Linked DNA regions of Mus musculus: all the other regions are linked to region 4. Evidence: chromatin contacts called from public promoter capture Hi-C data. All regions are on one chromosome and are shown on one strand. Each heading gives the region's core, a stretch centred on a gene start, on an enhancer-like site or on the middle of the called end of the contact. The rest is flanking DNA. Distances are from core to core; before and after follow the strand shown.

The links. Promoter capture Hi-C pulls out the DNA fragments that hold promoters and counts their contacts.
Region 1: a promoter capture Hi-C map of liver shows a contact between it and region 4, with 2.7 times the contacts expected there. The contact joins the promoter of Uck1 here to the promoter of Tor1a in region 4. A contact is called at or near these places in 3 of 39 promoter capture datasets (liver and pre-B cells), 1 of 484 Hi-C or Micro-C datasets (B cells) and 1 of 115 datasets of contacts at active chromatin or transcription factors (pancreatic cancer cells).
Region 2: a contact with region 4 is called in a promoter capture Hi-C map of liver, with 3 times the contacts expected there. The contact joins the promoter of Prrc2b here to the promoter of Tor1a in region 4. A contact is called at or near these places in 4 of 39 promoter capture datasets (hippocampal neurons, liver and pre-B cells), 1 of 484 Hi-C or Micro-C datasets (B cells), 3 of 115 datasets of contacts at active chromatin or transcription factors (astrocytes, extraembryonic endoderm stem cells and pancreatic cancer cells) and 1 of 9 other capture datasets (adipose tissue).
Region 3: a promoter capture Hi-C map of liver shows a contact between it and region 4, with 4 times the contacts expected there. The contact joins the promoter of Ciz1 here to the promoter of Tor1a in region 4. A contact is called at or near these places in 7 of 39 promoter capture datasets (the SN4741 cell line, hematopoietic stem and progenitor cells, hippocampal neurons and 3 more).
Region 5: a promoter capture Hi-C map of hippocampal neurons shows a contact between it and region 4, with 2.2 times the contacts expected there. The contact joins the promoter of Plpp7 here to the promoter of Tor1a in region 4. A contact is called at or near these places in 4 of 39 promoter capture datasets (cranial neural crest, hippocampal neurons, liver and 1 more).
Region 6: a contact with region 4 is called in a promoter capture Hi-C map of liver, with 2.9 times the contacts expected there. The contact joins the promoter of Swi5 here to the promoter of Tor1a in region 4. A contact is called at or near these places in 5 of 39 promoter capture datasets (fetal liver, hippocampal neurons, liver and 1 more), 1 of 484 Hi-C or Micro-C datasets (B cells) and 1 of 9 other capture datasets (pancreatic islet).
Region 7: a contact with region 4 is called in a promoter capture Hi-C map of liver, with 4 times the contacts expected there. The contact joins the promoter of Pomt1 here to the promoter of Tor1a in region 4. A contact is called at or near these places in 4 of 39 promoter capture datasets (cranial neural crest, hippocampal neurons and liver), 1 of 115 datasets of contacts at active chromatin or transcription factors (astrocytes) and 2 of 9 other capture datasets (adipose tissue and liver).

Annotation. Positions count from the first base shown.
Region 1 is chr2:32,258,701-32,261,400 of GRCm38.p6, forward strand. Uck1 (uridine-cytidine kinase 1) reads right to left here and starts at 1,405. Exons shown (of 7, transcript NM_011675.2): 1 at 1,209-1,405; 2 at 880-1,039. The coding sequence starts at 1,334.
Region 2 is chr2:32,149,875-32,152,574 of GRCm38.p6, forward strand. It overlaps Prrc2b (proline-rich coiled-coil 2B), which reads left to right and starts at 1,274. Exons shown (of 32, transcript NM_001159634.1): 1 at 1,274-1,417.
Region 3 is chr2:32,361,869-32,364,568 of GRCm38.p6, forward strand. It overlaps Ciz1 (CDKN1A interacting zinc finger protein 1), which reads left to right and starts at 1,330. Exons shown (of 17, transcript NM_028412.2): 1 at 1,330-1,430; 2 at 1,937-2,111; 3 at 2,351-2,466. The coding sequence starts at 1,942.
Region 4 is chr2:30,966,636-30,969,335 of GRCm38.p6, forward strand. It overlaps Tor1a (torsin family 1, member A (torsin A)), which reads right to left and starts at 1,283. Exons shown (of 5, transcript NM_144884.2): 1 at 1,039-1,283; 2 at 455-720. The coding sequence starts at 1,219.
Region 5 is chr2:32,094,257-32,096,956 of GRCm38.p6, forward strand. Plpp7 (phospholipid phosphatase 7 (inactive)) reads left to right here and starts at 1,272. Exons shown (of 2, transcript NM_145521.4): 1 at 1,272-2,006. The coding sequence starts at 1,556.
Region 6 is chr2:32,286,816-32,289,515 of GRCm38.p6, forward strand. Swi5 (SWI5 recombination repair homolog (yeast)) reads right to left here and starts at 1,254. Exons shown (of 5, transcript NM_175190.5): 1 at 1,071-1,254; 2 at 782-830. Golga2 (golgi autoantigen, golgin subfamily a, 2) reads left to right here and starts at 1,511. Exons shown (of 26, transcript NM_001080968.2): 1 at 1,511-1,581. The coding sequence starts at 1,534.
Region 7 is chr2:32,235,357-32,238,056 of GRCm38.p6, forward strand. Pomt1 (protein-O-mannosyltransferase 1) reads left to right here and starts at 1,284. Exons shown (of 20, transcript NM_145145.2): 1 at 1,284-1,385; 2 at 2,004-2,155. The coding sequence starts at 1,350.

The DNA of each region.
Region 1 (2,700 bases), core at 155-2,654, 1.3 Mb after region 4:
TGCTCTGGTGCAGCAGAGGAGGAGGACCACCTCTGCCCAAGGGCAGCGCAGCTGGGAGCCAGGGGTGCTGAGGACCCCACAGCACACCCCAGGATGAAGGGTAAGGTTGTCCCACCAGAAACTGGAACAAAGACTTTCTGATTGGCTGACACTGGGGGAAAGAGATCATTTGAGCCTCTGCTCCTCTGTATCTGGCAAAACAAAGTTAAGAGTCCTATTCTCTGACCTTCAGGAGTCCCTAGGAAAGCTTAAACCTTCAGGAACACAGGCCCCTACCAGGCCAGGAAGCTCCAAGGCCTGAGCCCCAGATTAACCTCTGTTTCTACAACTGGCCTCCCTGAAGACTGACTGCCCCGAGACAGCTTGGGGAATCCAAAGGTCAGGCAGGCGGTAGGTAGGGTGTACAAAGGGCTCCTCAGCAACAAGGTGCCAGGCAGAGATTTCAACACATCAAGAAGCGATCCTCAACATCTCCTGGCTCCTCCTTCCTAAGTGGCTCTAGCAAAAATCTTGAGTCACTCCAGGCTCATGGAATTCAGCAAACCCTACCTTTCTGTGGGCCCACTACCAAGGGAAATGAGGGTAATGTTTCACGGAGCCCCATTGCTGCTGCATTCAATCCCCGCCCCCCTTGGCAGTTGGTGTCCAGCAGTTCTCTCTGGACAGCCTCAGTCTGGCACTTTGCATCCTATGTACACATCCCTGGACAGCCTCGGTGGCAGTCTGCATCCAACAAACATCTCCTACAGCCCTGGTCCAGCAGTCTGCATCCATACACATCTCTGTATCTGTCTGGCAGTCTGCAATCTCTGTAGAGCCCATATCTCACAGCAGTTTATCCTCTACCCCCAGCTCTCCAGGCAGACATTCTCCAGGTACCTGGGTGGTCAAAATTGTACTGTCCCTTCAAAGCCTTGGCCTTCTGCTCGGCCGTCAGAACCTTGTAGAAGCAGTCCTGGCTCAGGATGACCAACTTGCGCTGCCGGCGGTCCACTTCGTTCTGTCCCAGCAGCTCCATGATCTTCTCACACACTGTTGACTGGGGACAGAAGGTGCCAAAAGTGAGCTTGTGCACTGAGTGACCCGCCAGCCCCTGGGGACGACCCCCTTAGCTGCTAGCAACAGGTGCCGCGGTTGGGCCAGAGGCAATGGCGCCCCAACCAGCGGCCTGGCAATCCCTCCGCGAGGCCCAGGCGCAGGGCGCTCACCTTGCCACTAGCGGTGCCGCCGCTCACGCCGATGAGGAACGGCCGCGGCTGGGGACGATCGGCCTCGGGCGCGGCGCTCTCCGAGCCGCCGCCTCCCGCCGAAGCCATATCCGGAGCGACGGACATACATTCACCGACTCTGCCCGCTCCCGCCTGGACGTAGTGACGGATGCTGTGCGCATCGCTTCCGGGGACATGAGCGCATGCGCGCATGAGGCGCGGCACTCAAGGCCGTGTCCCTGAAGAGCCTCAGTGACTCCAGAATGACCCCTTTACCTGGAGGCGGGGCCTGGATGGGGCTCCACCTCCCGACGAGACGCACACTCAAGTGCTGGACTAGACCAAGGTCTCCAGCCCACTGACCCCTATTTCCCTAGCACAGCCGAGATCCTGTCACCCACAGGGTTAGGACCGTCCCTGCCTTATGCTTAACCCCATCAGTGCCTCCTGCCACGTGAGAACGTGTCATCCTGAGACACTTAGGAAGACCTCCCTCTCCCTGGCGCATTATTTAAGTATCTATGAATCTGTTAAAATCTCTTGATTTTTAGACAGATTCTTACCGCATAGCCCTTGCTGTCTGGTACTCTGAAGCCCAGGCTGGCCCCAAACATTCTCCTGCCTCAGCCTTCTGAGGGTGGGAGTAACAAGCATGTACCACCATGCCTGGCTTTTTAAAAAAAGGAAATATTTATAATAATTTTATTTATATGTGCTTGTGTGTGTGTTATGGGTCTGTGCACATGACTGAAGTGCCTGGGGAGTGTCAGATCCCCATAAGGCTGTAGTTACAGGCAGTTGTGAGCTGCCCATTTTAAATGCTGGGAACTGAACTCTGGTCCTATGCAAGAGCAGTACACTTTTTTTTTTTTCCACTTTACTTTATATGTATGGCTGTTTTACGTGCCCGTGTTTTTGTACCACATGCTTGGAGTTCCCACAGCGACCAGAAGAGGGAGTCGGTTCCCTCTGGTAGTGAACTTTCTAACAGTTAAAAGCTACCAGTAGGTACTGGGAATTGAAACTAGGCTTCTGGAAGAGCAGTCACTCCAACTCTCACTCCAACTCCAACAACCTGGCTTTTAAATTCTGTTGTTGTTGTTGTTGTTGTTTTGCTTTCTTTATGACAAATGTCTCATTGCGTAGCCCAAGCTGGCCTAGAACTTGCAAAGGAGATACGAATGGCTCTGAACTCACAGTGAGAGACCTCCTGCTTCTGCCTCCTGAGTACTAAGAATAAAGGCGTGCGCCATCATGCCTGGTCTTCAATTCTTCCTGTGAGCATTGATTGCTCCTGACGTTCATTTGCTATGAATACTTAGGGGGTTGAGAAATGGGGTGGAGCACTTACCTGGACGCTGCTGGACTCTCCAGTCTTGCTGCCTGCCTCGAGCAGAGGTGCTGCCAGTCCACCAGCCCAACTGCTTTTATGTCAGCACAGACTTGAAGCACTTGGTTGAGGCCTTAAGACAACCATGGAGTGGCCAGAGCT
Region 2 (2,700 bases), core at 24-2,523, 1.2 Mb after region 4:
TGGTCTACAGAGTGAGTTCCAGGACAGCCAGGGATACACAGAGAAACCCTGTCTTGAAAAACAAAACAAAATAAAACAACAACAAAAAAAGGTGAAGTGTCTATACGGTGCACTTGTTATGGAAGGGAGACCTTGCTGTGGAATGGTGCAACGAACCACTTCTGCCGTACCACTTCTGCCGTACCACTTCTGCCGTACCACTTCTGCGTGTTTCCTGCATGTATCTTGCCACTGGGATCCCCCTCTCCCTCCACACATTCTAACAGGTCAGGACTGTCAGGCTGTCAGGTTTGTCTGTCAAGAGGCTCTAGAGCTCTGGGGGTGGTGGGAGCAGGATCCAAGTTCAGTCCCTCTTCTGAGCCCCCCTCCCTCTCAGGTCTGCATCCCCTGCCTTTTAGGGTGCTGAGTCCTCCCCATTCTCCCCACCCTTTTGCATTCTCACCCCAGAGCTCTCCCTGGGGTCCCCTCCCAGTCTATGTCTGCTTCTTTCAAGAGCCCCTCCCCCACCCATGGAGGAGGCCTTCTCCATGGGTGGGGGTGGTCTTCAACCAGATCCACTCTCCGTTGAGATTCCTCTTCACCAGGAGCCTCTCTCCATGAAGACCCCTCTGATTTGGGACCCCATCTCCATCCATGTATCTTGCTACTGGGATCCCCCTCTCCCCCCAGTTCCTTTACTTTTTCTCCATTTGAGCCGTCCTCTCCATTGCAGCCTCTTTGCACCAGGGCTTCCTCCTTCTCCTGGTTCCTTTCCACCTAGGCCCCTTCTCCATCAAAGTCCCTCTCCACCAAGGCCTCTTCTCCATCAAGGTCCCTCTCCACCAAGGCCTCTTCTCCATCAAGGTCTCTCTCCACCTAGGCCCCTTCTCCATCAAGGTCCCTCTCCACCTAGGCCCCTTCTTCATCAAGGTCTTTCCATTTGGGCCCCTTCTCCACCTCGGCCTCCTCTCCACGTAAGCCCCTTGTCCATCAAGGTCCCTCTCCACCGCGTCCCCTCTCCAGCCGAGCCTCCTCTCCATCTAGGTCCCTCTCTTCCGCAGCCCCTCTGCACCGCGGCCCAGCTCGCTCCCCGCGCTCTCCCTCCTCCTCTCCCCCGCCCTCCCTCCCGGGACAGGGGCGACGCAGCAGGGGGCGCTGCGCGGGCCACCGTGCGGGCGGCGGGCGGGGGCGGCGCGGAGGCGGAGGCGGCGGCGGCGGGGGGCGGGGAGCCGAGCGCGGGCGGGAGGCGGCGGCGAGCCACAGCGCCGAGGCTCCAGCGAGCGCCGAGGAGCGGGAGGAGGAGGAGGAGGCAGAGGCAGGAGCGCAGAGCGCCGAGCCCCGCGCCGCCGCCGCGCAATCCGCCGCCATCCGCCGCCCCCGCGCCCGGCCGCCGCCCGACCGCCATCGCCCGGGCCCGTCGCGCGCGGACGCAGACCAGGTGGGCCGGGGCCGGGGCCAGGGCAGAGGCCGGGGTTGCGCTTTGTCTCCGCGGCGGTGCGCTGCGGCGGGCGCGGGGCTGCGGCCTGGGCGGCCTGCTCGGCGCTCCCCAGCTCGCCATTGTTGTGTCTTCGCGGCCAGGGCGGGAGGACGGCGGGCCGAGCGGGGCTGGGCAAGGCTCGGGGTCGGGATCGAGCCCGAGGGCTCTCCTGCGCCCGGGGACGGCGGCCTTGTCGGCCGGGGTGGGGGACGCGGGACCCCGAGGCCGCCCGGAACCGCAGGCCGAGCGCCGCCCCGGCTCGGGTGGGTTCGGCTGAGGGAAGCGGGGTGGTGTTTTCACGGCACCCGGAGCCGCTGCTAAAAATGTTTAATGATAAACAGGATGTCGCTGCTCGGGGCCTGCCAGATTGATTTTTTTGTTTGTTTCTTTTTCTTCGTCTACCTTTTAAGAGAGAAATGCAGACCTATTGAGATAGATGGTGGGCCTCTCTGGAGAGGATCTGCCTGCATAAAAGTGGACGCTGCTGCTTTCCTTTCTTCTTTGTAAATATCGTGGGGGGATGAAGCCCACTGTTAGGCAAGAATAGGTGTCGCCCCCCTTCCCCAGGCAATGGTGAGCTTGAAGGAAGTGGGAGAAGGGGGGCGCCGATGCTCTCCGGAGTGTGTCATTTGCTAAATGGCTGCCTGGGAGAAACCTTTATAAAGCTGTCTTTTGCAGGGTAGTTAAATTTCACCTACGTTTTTTCTTTCCTGGAAAGGTTAGCGTGTATTTCGGTGTGTTGTCTGTTTGCGTTGTATATCTCACTTGGGTTTTCTGTCCGTCTGTCTGAAGCCTCAGCGCCCTTTCTCAGCAGTACAACCGCAGGGGCTTGCTTTGTATCGTAATGTCTGCACCGTCGTGGTGCAAGCTGGGACCTGAGGGGTACAGGCTGTGGAGTGGGATGCTTGCTGCCACCGAGGGACTACTCAGCCTTCACAGGCAGAGAGGCATGACTTGGCAAGCCGTCGGTGCTCTGTAGTTACTCTGTGCTGTCAACCTAGGACAGAAGGCTGGCCACTTGTGGTGTCATCCATGCTGGGGCATGCCACAGGTGCTGGTTTGAAGTGGCAGCGTTGGAGAAGGGATTCAAAACATTGGGTGATGTAGGACTGCTGGAAGTTCCAGGTCAGCCTGGGCTACATGGTGAAAACCCAACAAAATACCCACATCCGTAGGTACTTTGGTTAGTGCTGGGCCTCAGTGGGGAGGAGGCACGGACTGCGTTAGTAGCCCCCGTCAGAGCA
Region 3 (2,700 bases), core at 80-2,579, 1.4 Mb after region 4:
TGGTGGCAGAAGCCAGCGGGTTTCTGTGAATTCGAGGCCAGTCTGGTCTATAGTGAGTTTCCATATGTAGCCATTGCTACACAACACAATGAAACGGAAAAGGAAATCAGAGGCTTGGGAACTTGTTAAGTGGTTAACGTTTGTTCTTCTTCCAAAGGACCCAGGTTCAGCTCCCAGCACTCCCACAGGTGGCTCACAACCATCCACAAACTTCTTCCTAGGGGATCAGATGCCCTCTTTAGACCTCTGCAAGCACTAGGCACATACAAAGTACACACACATACATGCAGGCAAAACATTCATACACCTGAAATAAGAATACATATTTAAAAGACGGGGGTGAGAGGCGGGCGTGGTGGCGCACGCCTTTAATCCCAGCACTCGGGAGGCAGAGGCAGACGGATTTCTGAGTTCGAGGCCAGCCTGGTCTACAAAGTGAGTGCCAGGACAGCCAGGGCTATACAGAGAAACCCTGCCTCAAAAAACCAAAAACCAAAAAAAAAAAAAAAAAAACCAAAAAAAAAAAAAACCAAAAAAAAACAAAAAACAAAAAAAAACAAAAACAAAAAAACAAAAAACGGGGATGAGGAGAGATAGCTCAGTGGTTAAGAGCACTTGTTCTTGCAGAGGAGCTGGGTTCGATTCCTAGCACTCACAAGACAATTCACAAATGTTTCTAACTCTAGTTCCAGGATGTACAAGATATACACGATATACAGATACACATACGTTCAAAACACTCATACACATAAACTAAATCTTTTTTAAAAAAATGTAAAAAACAAAACTATTTTTTTAAAGCTGAATTCACCACACATACGCGCGCCCGCTTGCTCTTGTCCCAGCCCCACGCGGGCTCGGGATCTGGGGACAGTGGTGGCATTGGGGAGGTCAGTTGGGATCTGACCGACTGTCGGTCCCCTTTGCCCCTGCCAGATAAACAGACGGCCGTGGGAACTCAGAATCGCCCCTTCCCGATGCTGGGATCTGGGGACAGGAGCCTACGCTGCCCGGCGCCTCATAGCACCTGGGAGCCACCGCGGCTCTAGCGATTGCAGATTGGTCGCGGTCCCCGCGACGTGACCTGCGCGCGAGGCTTGTTCGCCCGCCGCGGCGTCCGCGCTGAGGCCTCCGCACCTCCAGAGGGCGCTCTGCGCGGGAGTGGCCAGCCGCTGGGCCTTCGGAGTGTCCCGGTCCGGTCACCGTCCCGAGCAGCCCGGGAGCTCCGGAGCCCGCCTTACGAGTCAGCTCGTGGCTTTCACGGTTTCGGTTTTCGTGGATTGCCGGGAGGTGAGGGGGAGCCAGTGTGGTGCCCGCCCCGGAAGCGACAGTGGAGGAGGGTTGGGCACCCCGGGAAGGGTGGACCGCAGGGATAGCGGCTACTTGCAGAGAGCCTACGGGCTTTGTGGACAGGCGAGGCCACAGGATTAGTTAAGTGGCGTTGGCTATATCTGCGAGGGAAGGGAGTGGAGGGATGAGGGACAACGGAGCGGGGTGGGGGTGTGCTGCGGCGGACGGAAGCGTTTCCCATCCAGGGTTCATGGATTTAAGTGACACAATTTAGGGAGAGGACAGCGGAATCCAAAACAGGGAAGTGTGCACGGGAAGCACCAGGAAGTGTAGAGTGACTGACAGGCAGGAGATGGGAGTGGAAAGGTGTGCTCCGATTAGAAGGTTGGACCGCCAGAGTTGAAGAGATGGGAGGGAAGATAAAGAACTGAAGGCGTGTCTGTGTGTGTATCCTGTTCTGGCAGCTGACCGGAAGAACTGGAAGCCCCGAAGCCCCGGGTATAAATGCAGCGTGCTCTTGGCGTGGGTGGGACTGTGTAGCGGTGAAGCTTAGCAGGCGTTATGCTGGGGTGGGTGTTTTGGGAGGGGAGAGAAGCTGGATCATCCCAAAGTGGTGATCTGACCCTACCCACCATACCCCCTTCAGCCACCATGTTCAACCCGCAACTCCAGCAGCAGCAACAGTTGCAGCAGCAGCAGCAACAGTTGCAGCAGCAGCTCCAGCAGCAGCAGCTCCAGCAGCAGCAACAGCAGATACTGCAGCTCCAACAGCTGCTGCAACAGTCCCCACCACAGGCCTCCTTGTCCATTCCTGTCAGCCGGTGAGTTTTCCACTTCCAGGAGCAGTCTGAGGTCTGACGGCTCAGACCCACATTTTGGAGCCTGGCTCCCAGTAGTTATTTTTTCCCCAGGGGCATCCTTGTTTGAGTATTAAATGTCATCAGTTTCTACCTTGGAGGGGATCCTCCATCTGCCATTGAGATGGAGAGAATGGAGGTGAGAGACCTCCGGGTAGATGGCTTTCCCAGGACCCCTCTGACACCCTACTCCCATCACACAGGGGCCTCCCCCAGCAGTCATCCCCGCAACAGCTTCTGAGTCTCCAGGGCCTCCACTCGACCTCCCTGCTCAATGGCCCCATGCTGCAAAGAGCTTTGCTCCTACAGCAGTTGCAAGGTATGGCAGTTCCCCGTGGCCCTCAGCTTCTTCCTAACCCATTCATTCTTACCAACACTCACAGCGGCCCTAACAGCATCCTTATAGATGAAGATACCAGGCTCCCAGGAGATGAAGTCCACAGGCTACTCTGCTAAGTACAGGGTTACCGGGCTACGGTGCTGGCCGTTCCTGCCTCTGCTGATAAACCTAAGGGGAGGCACACCCGTAACCCCCCTCTACAAATGAGGATAG
Region 4 (2,700 bases), core at 33-2,532:
TATGTCCCCACTTCCCAGCCAAGTTGTCACCTTACCGAGTCACTTTATGAGTGTCACAGAGGCCACTCATAAAACTTTGGTGGTCTAACTGCTCTATGTATCTCAAACCCTTTGTAACTTACATATCTATCCCCCAGTGCACCCTCGCCACAGCGGGAGTTGTGGGAGTTGGGGTGGAGAGACATAATACAGAACTTCCCACATTCTGGGCAAGTGCTCTATGCCGAGCTACCCCCAGCTCTTGACAGTCCCCTTTAAAACACGGTAGCCTAGCTTCAGCTGTCATTCCTCCAAGGGATATGACCACTTCTGTGCACACCTTTTAAAGAGGAACTGACATACAGAGAGCCATGTTGTGGCTCACTCACTGACGTGGAATTCCCACATCCCACCCCACAACAGAGAAACCCCAATTCCGGGTCATCCGCGAAGGCGGTCAACTTAATGCTCTTGCCTTATACTGTGTGATGTTAGAGGCGTGGGGGAAGTGTAGCGTGGCCACAAACAGGTGTACATAGTCACTGTTCAGTCCGCCCTCGTAAATATTCTCCGCGATGATCTTGCTGGCGAAGTTTTTGCCGGTGCCCGTCCACCCGTGCAGAGAGAGGGTAAGGGGCTTCTTGGGCTTCGGGTTGCTTAGGAAACCAGACACGGCGTTTAGGATGACTTTTTTTGCAAGATGCTGTCCAAAGAGCTTGTTATCCAGATCTTTCTGCAGCGCTGAGAAAGGAAAGATCACTCTGGTCAGGAGAGAAACAAGCTGGCAAAAGGCAGCCCCATTTCCAGGACGTCAGGGCCCGCGGAGCCTGGTTTGGAGAGCGCTGAGGGACCCTGGTGCTGCGAACTCTGCCCTTCCTCGGGGTTGGCCCCAAAGCCAAGCGGAAGAGGTGCCGTGAGGCCGCCCCGGAGAGCTCCGCGCAGGGCTGACACCCTACCCCGGGCCCCGACCACTCATCTCTCAGGCCTCCGGCCAAAGTCTGGCCTGGCAGCGGCGCCATCCCCCTGCCGCAGCATCCCGGACGCCTGGTGCCCGCCTACCCTCCCGGCTGAGGCTCCGCATCTGGCCGCAGCACTCGGCGAAGAGGCAGTAGAGACGAGGGTAGGAGATATAGGTGGTGAGTACGCCGGCCAGGGCCAGACTCAGGCTGATGGGCTCCACCGCACGAACCACGCACGGCGCCAGCAGCAGCAGGGCCAGAGCGGCCCGGCCAAGCTTCATAACCGGACCCGCGCACCTTGCGCGCCCAGCGCCCGCCCAGCGCCCACCGTACCCCGCGCACCGCCCAGACTCGTATTTCCGGTTCCTGCTGGCGGGGCCGCCCTCTTTGTCCGGGGCAGGCAGTCTACCGACGCTAGTGGCTACCATCTTTGTTAAGGGCAAAGTCCCTTCTGCTTCTGAACCTTGATGTTACAGGAATAATATTGAGATTATAGGAATCAGGTGATGATGACTGCTGCCCTATCCCCATCAAGTAACAGTGTTTTAGAACCATTTTTTTTTAATGATGGGCGGAGAGATGGCTCAGCGGTTAAGAGCACTGACTGCTCTCCCAGAGGTTCTGAGTTCAATTCCCAGTAACCACATGGTAGCTCACAACCATCTGTAATGGGATCTGGTGCCCTCTTCTGGTGTGTCTGAAGACAGCGACAGTGTACTGACATACATGAAATAAATAAGTATTAAAAAAGAAATGACGCAGGCACCTGCGTGCATGTGGTGCTCATAAACTCATGTGGGCTTACACACATGCATAAATTAACATGTAAATGAATAAATTTTTAAAAATGAGAGGATAATATAGTGGGTTCCCACATGACCCCCCCCCAACGTGCGTCCCTATCATTAAATCTGACAGGTGCGGTGGGTGGTGTGCACCCTTAACCCCAACACTCTGTATGAGTTGGGGCCAGTCTACAAAGTTTCAAGCAGGTCAAAGCTGCATATTGGATCTTGTCGTTAAAACAAAACAAAACAAAACAGAACAAAACTGACATTTGAGGGCTGGGTATTGTAGCACACACCTTTAATCCCAGCACTCTGGGAAGTAGAGACAGGTGATTGTCTTGGATATCTGAGTTGGAGGCCACCCTGTCCTATACAAGGAATTCCAGGTGCAGTCAGGGCTACAGTGAGAGTCTGACATCTCAAAAAAAAAAAAAAGAGGGATCTGCATCTCATACTTGTTAAAAACCCATGACCAGTATTTTTTTTTAAAGATTTTATTTATTTATGTATGTGAGTATACTGACTTCAGACACACCAGAAGAGGGCATCAGATTTCCACTACAGATGGTTGTGAGCCACCATGTGGTTGCTGGGAATTGAACTCAGGACCTCTGGAAGAGCAGTCAGTGCTCTTAACCACTGAGCCATCTCTCCAGCCCCATGAGCAATATTATTAAATAAAGCCCATAGTTTCTTACCCAGTTTCTTCCTTAGGGAACTGTAGGAATAATGTTATTGTGCACTGTATAAGGATTATCCTTGTATTATTCACATGCTGATTGCTATGCCCTCATATATGGTTGCTATCCTTATTTTGAGAACTGCCTGTCATCAATGTTGTGTAAACATTGCTTCCTAATTATTCAGATTGGTCAATAAAGGGCTGATCAGCCAGTGACAGAACAGGAGAGAGGGAGGAAGTGGGGATTTAGCCATGAGGTGGGAAGTCCAGAAGACATCATAATCATAAAAAA
Region 5 (2,700 bases), core at 22-2,521, 1.1 Mb after region 4:
CTAAGAGAGGAGACATAGGGTGGTCCCTACTTCATCTGTCTCAGCTGTATGCAACTGGGATTTGCAAGGAACCCCACATTAAGGGCTCTTGGATACTGGCCTCACCTCAGCCAAGAATGGGGACAAAGGCAGGCCATGGGCTGGGTCCTTTTGAACGAACAAGGACTTTGTTCCATATCACATGGAGTCCCACAGAGCACTGTGAGCAGAACAATTACTCAGCGTTTTACAAACTTCTATTTGAGTGCCTTGCACAACTGTAAGAAGTGGGCACTATGATGCCTGTGTTACAGTTAGAAACCCTAAGGTTCGGGAAAGAGGCAGGCTGAGCGAAGCCTTCCAGCTGATATGAGCTGATGTGAGAGGCTCTGACTCTGGAGCCTGCAGGCCTATCTGCTGTGGCTGGAGACAACAGAACCTGAGTTGGCTTCTTGTCCTTAAGACGCTCTGGGGTGGTCTTTGTGCATAAACTCTGGGTCTTGGACTGAGCGGGACAGACGGACAAATCATAATCCCGATGTGATGAGCCCCGGGCAGTCACTTCTGTCAATCTCCAAGAGGCAGATCTCTTCCCAGTTAATTACCCATCTGTCTAACAGAAGGCCAGTTTCACAACAACCATTTAAATGCACCACAGTTTACAACAGCAAAATCAACACTGTATTTTTAAAAAAGGAGGAGGAGAAGAAGGAAGAAGGAAGAAAGAGAGGGAGAGGGGAGAGAAGGGTGAGGGAGAGGGGAGAGAAGGGTGAGGGAGAGGGAGAGGGAGGAGAGGGAGAGGGGAGAGGGAGGAGAGGGAGGAGAGGGAGGAGAGGGAGGAGAGGGAGGAGAGGGAGGAGAGGGAGAAGAGGGAGGAGGAGGAGAGAAGAAGAAGAAGAAGAAGAAGAAGAAGAAGAAGAAGAAGAAGAAGAAGAAGAAGAAGAAGAAGAAGAAGAAAGAAGAAGAAAGAAGAAGAAGGAGGAGGAGGAAAGAAGAAAGGGGATAGTTGACTTAGCCCTAGAGACCCAACATAGAGTGCTCTCAGTGACATCAAAATTCCCCTACAGTCCCTGGGATTAAAGTACCCACTGCCCAGCCAGGGGAACAAGAGGACCTGGCTATGAAGGATCTGCCCTGGTCAAAGCTGGTCAAAGTGTAGCTGGGAAAAGCAGGTGTTAATTTAGAGTCCATCTCTGCTAGGGCCAGAGACCAGAACGGGAAGCAAAGGGTGAATCAAGAACAATGGACTACATTTCCCAGAGTTCTTCAGAGCCCAAGGACCAGCCATTGGCAGATTTAAATAGCCCAGGCCCGAGGCAGCCAGGCCTCAGCTGTGGATTCATCTGCCTGTCCGTGGCTCTATTGGCGCTGGCCCTGTAAGGGTGGGCTCTATTGACTGCCCAGCTGTCATTGACGTCCCCAACGGAGCCGGGTGGCAGCTGGAGGTAAATAGCCATGTGCAAGTCTCCTCTCTATATTTAACAGCTGCTACAGAGAAGGTGGTGGCTCCTGTCTTCTGGGAGAAGGCCCTTGGAACTGGGCTGGGACTGGCCTTCTCATAGTAAGTGAGGTCACCATGCCAGCTTCCCAGAGCCGGGCCCGTGCCAGGGATCGCAACAATGTCCTCAACCGGGCTGAGTTCCTGTCCCTGAACCAGCCCCCCAAGGGGACCCAGGAGCCCAGAAGCTCAGGTAGGAAGGCCTCGGGGCCCTCAACACAACCCCCACCCTCCAGCGACGGGGCACGGGAGCGTCGCCAGTCACAGCAGCTGCCCGAGGAGGACTGCATGCAGCTGAACCCCTCATTCAAGGGCATCGCCTTCAACTCCCTGCTGGCTATTGACATCTGCATGTCCAAGCGACTGGGGGTGTGTGCCGGCCGGGCTGCATCCTGGGCCAGCGCCCGCTCCATGGTCAAGCTCATTGGCATCACAGGCCACGGCATTCCTTGGATCGGGGGCACCATCCTCTGCCTGGTGAGAAGCAGCACCCTGGCTGGCCAAGAGGTGCTCATGAACCTGCTGCTAGGTGAGTGTGCCCGCGGCCATCTGTCTGTCACCCGGCCCGCCAGGCCTTCTGGGAGCCGGCCCAACCCCTTCCAGGATCATCAGGCTCTGTGAGAAACCAAGGAACTCGTGTAATGAGGCTAGGCAGAAAGGGTGCCCCAGAAATGGACAAGCCTCTAGTGTGGGGAGGCAAGGGCCCCCTGCAAATTGGGGGGGGGGAGCGGAGGGCTGGAGCATGCAGAGGCCAGCAGGCACCTCTGGGAATCAATTCTCTGTACAGGGGTGCTGTCCAGGGGCAGAGTACAAAGAGGTCAAGGGGTGAATTTGGGGGCTCTGCTGAGTGGCCTAGTGTGATGTCTTGGTCAGGTTGTTATTCCTAACCAGTTACAGACACTACTGAACTGACCCCAAATTTTCCCCTCTTTCATGCTCAGCTAGAGACCCTACAAATTGCCTAGGATTCTTCTAGAGTCTAAAGGTTCAAGGGACCCACCTAAGGTTTCCTATTACCCACTCTGAGCCACTTGGAGCACTAGCCCGCTCCTCCCCCTGGGATGCCTTTGGAGAAAGGAGCCTGGTTGTCAGTTTCCTTTGCCAAAGTCATTGCCACTAGCCCTCCAAACCAACACTGCCAGGTTCCAGTTGCCATGTGGTACCCATGTGGAAAGCAAGCCATTCCTTCTACCTAGAGATGGTACCCAGCCCCCACCCCACTC
Region 6 (2,700 bases), core at 4-2,503, 1.3 Mb after region 4:
CCCACCTAAAACCTTAACTTCAAATGGTTCTGCATGGCCTGTTACAGGGATGGCAGTCTTGTCTTTGTTCCAAAAAGTTGTTTATAACCATCTTGCAACCCCACCTTTGTTTCAAAAGGAAGACCTTGTTCTGCCCATCTTGCAATCATGTCTTTGAGGAGGTCATTTGGACTAACGGGTATGCTTATGTTCTGCCTCTGTAACCCCACCAAGTCCCCATTTAGAAACCCCCTACCCCTGAACTCTAAAAAGCCTTGTCGTCCTCAATCCGAGGCTGACTTTTCGAGCTCCGCCTTAGGGACCCGTTTACACGAATTAAAATGTTTGCTTTAACCAACTGTTTGCTTTGAGTTGGCCACTATGATTTGGGTCTTTCTCCTCTAATCTTTGGTATTGACAACTGTCTCAAAGGGAAGGGGTATAAAAAAAAAAGAAATTACTAAAAAGAAGCGAATCATCTAAAAGAGTACTTTAAAAATTCATCTTTTGAGGATGAGAAATGAATAACTTTGAGTTTTGGGGGTGGCATTGGGAGTGGTCAGCATAAAGATGCACATATTTCTTGACTGGGGAACCATGCAGGGACTGGTGGCAGGCTGGGTGAGGGGACAAAGCAACGAGCAAGAGCGGTTGGAGAAGCGTAGGCATCGGGCAGGTAGGACTGGGAGGGGAGGAACCCATGTCTGAGAAAGGAAAGAGAAGGAGTGGAATTAGGAAAGGGCTAAGCTTGGAGGCGACCGGCGGGTGCTGGGATGCAGAGGGGTGGGGCTGATATACTCACCGGTGATCGGTAGCCGCCATGGTAAAGTCGGCTGAATTCTGACTCACCCCTGGGGAGGAACCCGAGAAAAAGGCTGATGAGGATGGGGTTACCGAGGGGGCGCGGGAGCCGCAGCTGCAAGAGGTTGGGTCGGGACCCAGCTACTGGGATGGGGTGGGGGTCTTTGGGGTCGGGGTGCGCATCGTGGGAAGGGGAAAGTGTGGAGAACGGGTTACGGAGAGGCCTGGTGAGGAGGCGTGAGGGGTCGGGCAAGGGCTGGAAAACGAAGCGCGGCGCGCTCCTCACCCACCTCCTGAACCCTAAGGTCCGGGGCACCCGGAGTGGGGTGGGCTTAAACTCGGAAGGGTCCAGGGTTGGGGTTAAACGGCTGCTTCAGGGAACTAGAAACCGACGACGGAGACCACCAACCGCCCCACGTCAGGCTGCGCACGCACCAAGTTAAAGCGGTTCCGCCCCTGCTTCCCATAGGCCGCTGTGAGGGGTCATGGCTGCGCGCGCAGCTCTCGTCGTTAACTCCACCCGTCGCTCAGGCCTCGCGACCGCGTGGCCACGCCTCCCTGTCGTTCATCGTTCTCATCAGCCAATGGGCTTGGAGAAGGTAGGTCACGCTGGGTTTCCGAGCGTCCAAGGGGCGCTCTGCACCCGCCTTCTCTGGCCCTTGTAGAGAAGCCGTAGCTTCCGGAAGCAGTTTCGCGGTGGCTGCCGGGATCGTGGTGATGTGGCCCCCCCGCTTCCCCCCTCCCCGCCCCGGGATGTCGGAAGAAACCAGGCAGAGCAAATTGGCTGCGGCCAAGAAAAAGGTAAAGCGCTCCGGGTCGCGGCCCCTTGACCCCACCCGAGCTCCTCCAACGGCAGGACCCATGACCAGAGTCCGAGTCTTTCCCGAGACACACGGGTAGAAGAACCCCTCAGCGCCCTGGGCTCCCCCAGTGAAGTCTTCTCAGCCAGCCCCGCCCCCTCAGCAACCCAGCCCCCGCCCTCTCAGTCGCCCCTAGGTGACTTTGGTCAGTGACACAGGGTCTCTTAGCCCCCGGCTCCGGACGCTCCAATCCAGACCTCCCAGGGCACCTGTCTCCAAGGTCCTCGGTCCTGGCCCTGTAGGCGACTCGGGCGTTGGTAGTATGGAGTGGAATGTAGTTACGTCACAGTCCCCCCTCGAAACTGTCATTACTACTCCGAGTCTGGTTTGGATTGCTCCACCTGCTCACCTAATGTTGTTGCCCCTTTTCCCGTTTCTCTGGTGGAGAACCCATTTCCACCTGGAAGGGAGCCCAAGTGTGGAATCTAGTGCGGAGACGCTGTAGGCGCCCGCATTCCCTTAACTTAGCATTAGTGTGAGCACAACACTGTCAGCACCCCTTGCTGACATGGATTGGTTTGGTTTGGATTTGGTTGTCTGCTCTCTAGAGAGACTGTAATCTCTCTGGAGCAAAACGCATGTTATAGTGTTGATCAGTGTCTTGGGGAACTGAACTTAACTTAAAATTCAGCCAGAATGTCTTTTCCAACTGGGGTGGTGAGAAGCACGGGATGCGGGTGAGGCATCTCACGGGAAACATCACTTTCCCATGCTTCTTTTGAGAGAAAAAAACCATAAAAGTCTGGTTTGGCATTTTCATAGATTTGTAGAGACTTCTCTCTGCGATGACAAGGGCTGTGCCCTTTCTGTTCCCATGTTCACTAAAGCCGTGGCTTCACGGTTTCTGCCCTTCTGTCATGTTGTAAACTTAGGAAGCAGGTTTAGGAAGTACTGCGGTGTACCTTTAGTATGTGTTGCTAAAACGGCCCCAGTGGAGTTAGGAGTGGAGCTGAGTTGTTAGGGTGTTTGTTTAGTATATACAAGGGCCTGTTCAGTACTCAGCGTAGTTTGCAAGAGTGGTGGCCTACCATGTATGAGGCTCTGGCTTGGATCCTGCAAT
Region 7 (2,700 bases), core at 34-2,533, 1.3 Mb after region 4:
AAAGGCAGTGCATGAGAAATCCCAGTCCCCCAGGCATAAGCCTCTTGCTACAGAACAGGCAAGGGTCTGGGTAGTAGCATCCACTAGCTTTTAAAGCCACATACATACCTCAGGTTTCCAGCAAGCAACACAATTTCCTCCTGAAGCTGAGTGCCCACGAGCTGTCCTGAAGCACCAGCATGACTTACATGATCAGACTAAACTTGGAACCCAAAGAGCTCGCTCTCCAATCTTCTGGCGCCCTTTCTTTGCAGGAACTTGGGTAGACTATGCTTAAACGATGAACAAACAATTCCGTGCACTCTTGACTAATGTATTTTATATGTATCTGTGGTAACTTGACTGCCTGGTGCCAGATTCTCTGGAATTGCGGTTCCAGATGATTCTGAGCTGTCATGTGGATGCTGGAAATGGAATCAAGGACCTCTTTTTTTGTTTTTGTTTGTTTTGTTTTCGAGACAGGGTTTCTCTGTATATCTGTAGACCAGGCTGGCCTCGAACTCAGAAATCCGCCTGCTCTACAGCGTGAGTTCCAGGACAGCCAGGGCTATACAGAGAAACCCTGTCTCGAAAAAAAAAAAGAAGAAGAAGAAGAAGAAAATCCCTAAGGACCTCTTTAAGAGCATCCAGTGCTCCTAACCACTGAGCGATCGCCCAGCCCCATTGCTACAATCTTAAACCGGATGTCACCCAATGCTAAGCTAACTTGTAAAAACTGAATTTTGGCAAAACATCTGGAGTCGGTTCGGGCTTGGCTTGCCATCTGAGCGTGATTGTAATACCCACCCACCTAAAAAGGCATGATTGTAATACCTGCGCTGGGGAAGCAAAGGCAGTAGTTCAAAGCCATCATCCTCTACATAGCGAGCCTGAGACCTTGGGGAGGAGGAGGGACAGACAGCTTGTAGGCATTCCAGTGTGGGAAGAGTTGAGAAAAAGCGATCCACCACTCACACAGCTCCAGGAGGTACAACGCACCCGAGGCTTCAAAGCTCTTACTCCTGCCCGTAAGCTAACGCGCTGCTTAACGAAACCGCTAAAGTAGACGCGAGGCCCGAAACGGAGAGCTCCGAGCACGTGAACAGCTTGTGGAAACACACTGTGCTTTATTAAAAAGGGGAAAGGGAGCCCTAAGGATAGGACAGTCAGTATGCCCAACTTTGATGGCCGGTGAGCACGCCGCGCATGCGCGCCACTACCTCGCGCTCCGGCTGCGCACGCGCGTCTCAGAGTCTGTCGGCCGCGTAGACACAACTAGTTGAGCGTCGATCCGTGGCCGCTGCAGAGTAATCGAGCGGCCTCGCCCCCAACGGTCGATCCTGCCTGGCGGTTCGCAGGCCTGGCTCCACATGGGGAGCCACTCTACGGGACTCGAAGAAACGCTCGTAGGTTTTGGAGTGCCAGATTTGAGAGCCCTCCTGGGGTCTGGGATCCGGCTTAGGGGCGGCGCGCTAGGGACGGTGGATGTTCGGATCCTGGCTGAGCAAGTCGTTTCCAGGGCGGCCTCTTGTAAAAGCCAGAGTGGGAAGAACTGTAGAGAAAGAACGGGCTCGGGGCACAAGCAACTCTAGGAGGAGAGGAATGCCTCCAGAAGAGGGAAAAGTCCATCCAGGTCACTGGGCTATGACAGTGCCCAGAGCTCCTCAGGGTCTTAGTTTTCAACCACATTGGGAAGGGACAGGAGAGGCCACTTCATTCATTAGCAGCCTTGTTCCTAGCAAGTGCCCAGCAGGTGTTTTTGGAATGACTTGTAGAAATGAGTATCCAGTTCTGAGATTCCTGAATTCACCCCTCAGATGTTTTTATGTATACCCTGTGCTTGAACACAACTGTAATTCTCCAACAGGTATGTTCTGGAAGAGTCCTTCTGGTTCTATTAACCCAACCCGCTATGCTGTAAATTCATCGTGACGCCAGGCGGCTTTAGGACCCTGTGGCCTCGTTTGTGCCTTCCCGGGCTGCTGTCCGTTTACTTTAATGGTAGTTCTTTCCCTCTTTTCCAGGGAGTCCTCCCGAGCTGGCTTTTCTGCAAAATGTTAAGATTTTTGAAACGGCCTCTAGTGGTGACTGTTGACATCAATTTGAACTTGGTAGCTCTGACTGGCCTGGGACTACTTACCCGACTATGGCAACTCTCCTACCCTCGGGCTGTGGTGTAAGTAGAGATCGGGGAGGAGAGTCAATGATCCAAGAGTCATTGTAATTAGTGACAGGAATCACCTTGCCGTACAGTGCAAAAGAGAGACATTCTGGGTTTCTTGGATCTCTTGGTGATGGATGTTTTAGCAGTGTATTGCTCAGGGTTCTCTAGAGTAACAACTTAAGAAGAACACTATGTTTGCATGTGTGTATATGTAAATAAATATAATATAGTATACATATATACATATGATTTATTGGAATGACGACTTACTGGCTGCAGTCCAGCTAATCCAACAATCGCTGACTGTGAATGGAAAAGTCCAGGACTCCAGTAGTTTTCTGCTCAGTCCACATGGCTGGGTGTCTCAGCTGGTCTTCAGTATACTCTGGCTTCCCAAAGAAGTGGGCTCTAGTGCCAAGGAAGGAATGGTCTTGCTAGCAAGGCGAGGGCAAGCAGGCTCAGAGGAAAACTTCCTACTTCTGTGTCTTTAAATAGATTTTCAGCAGGTGTGGTGCAAATTAAAGGTGTGTCTTCCCACCTCAAAATCTGGATTAAAC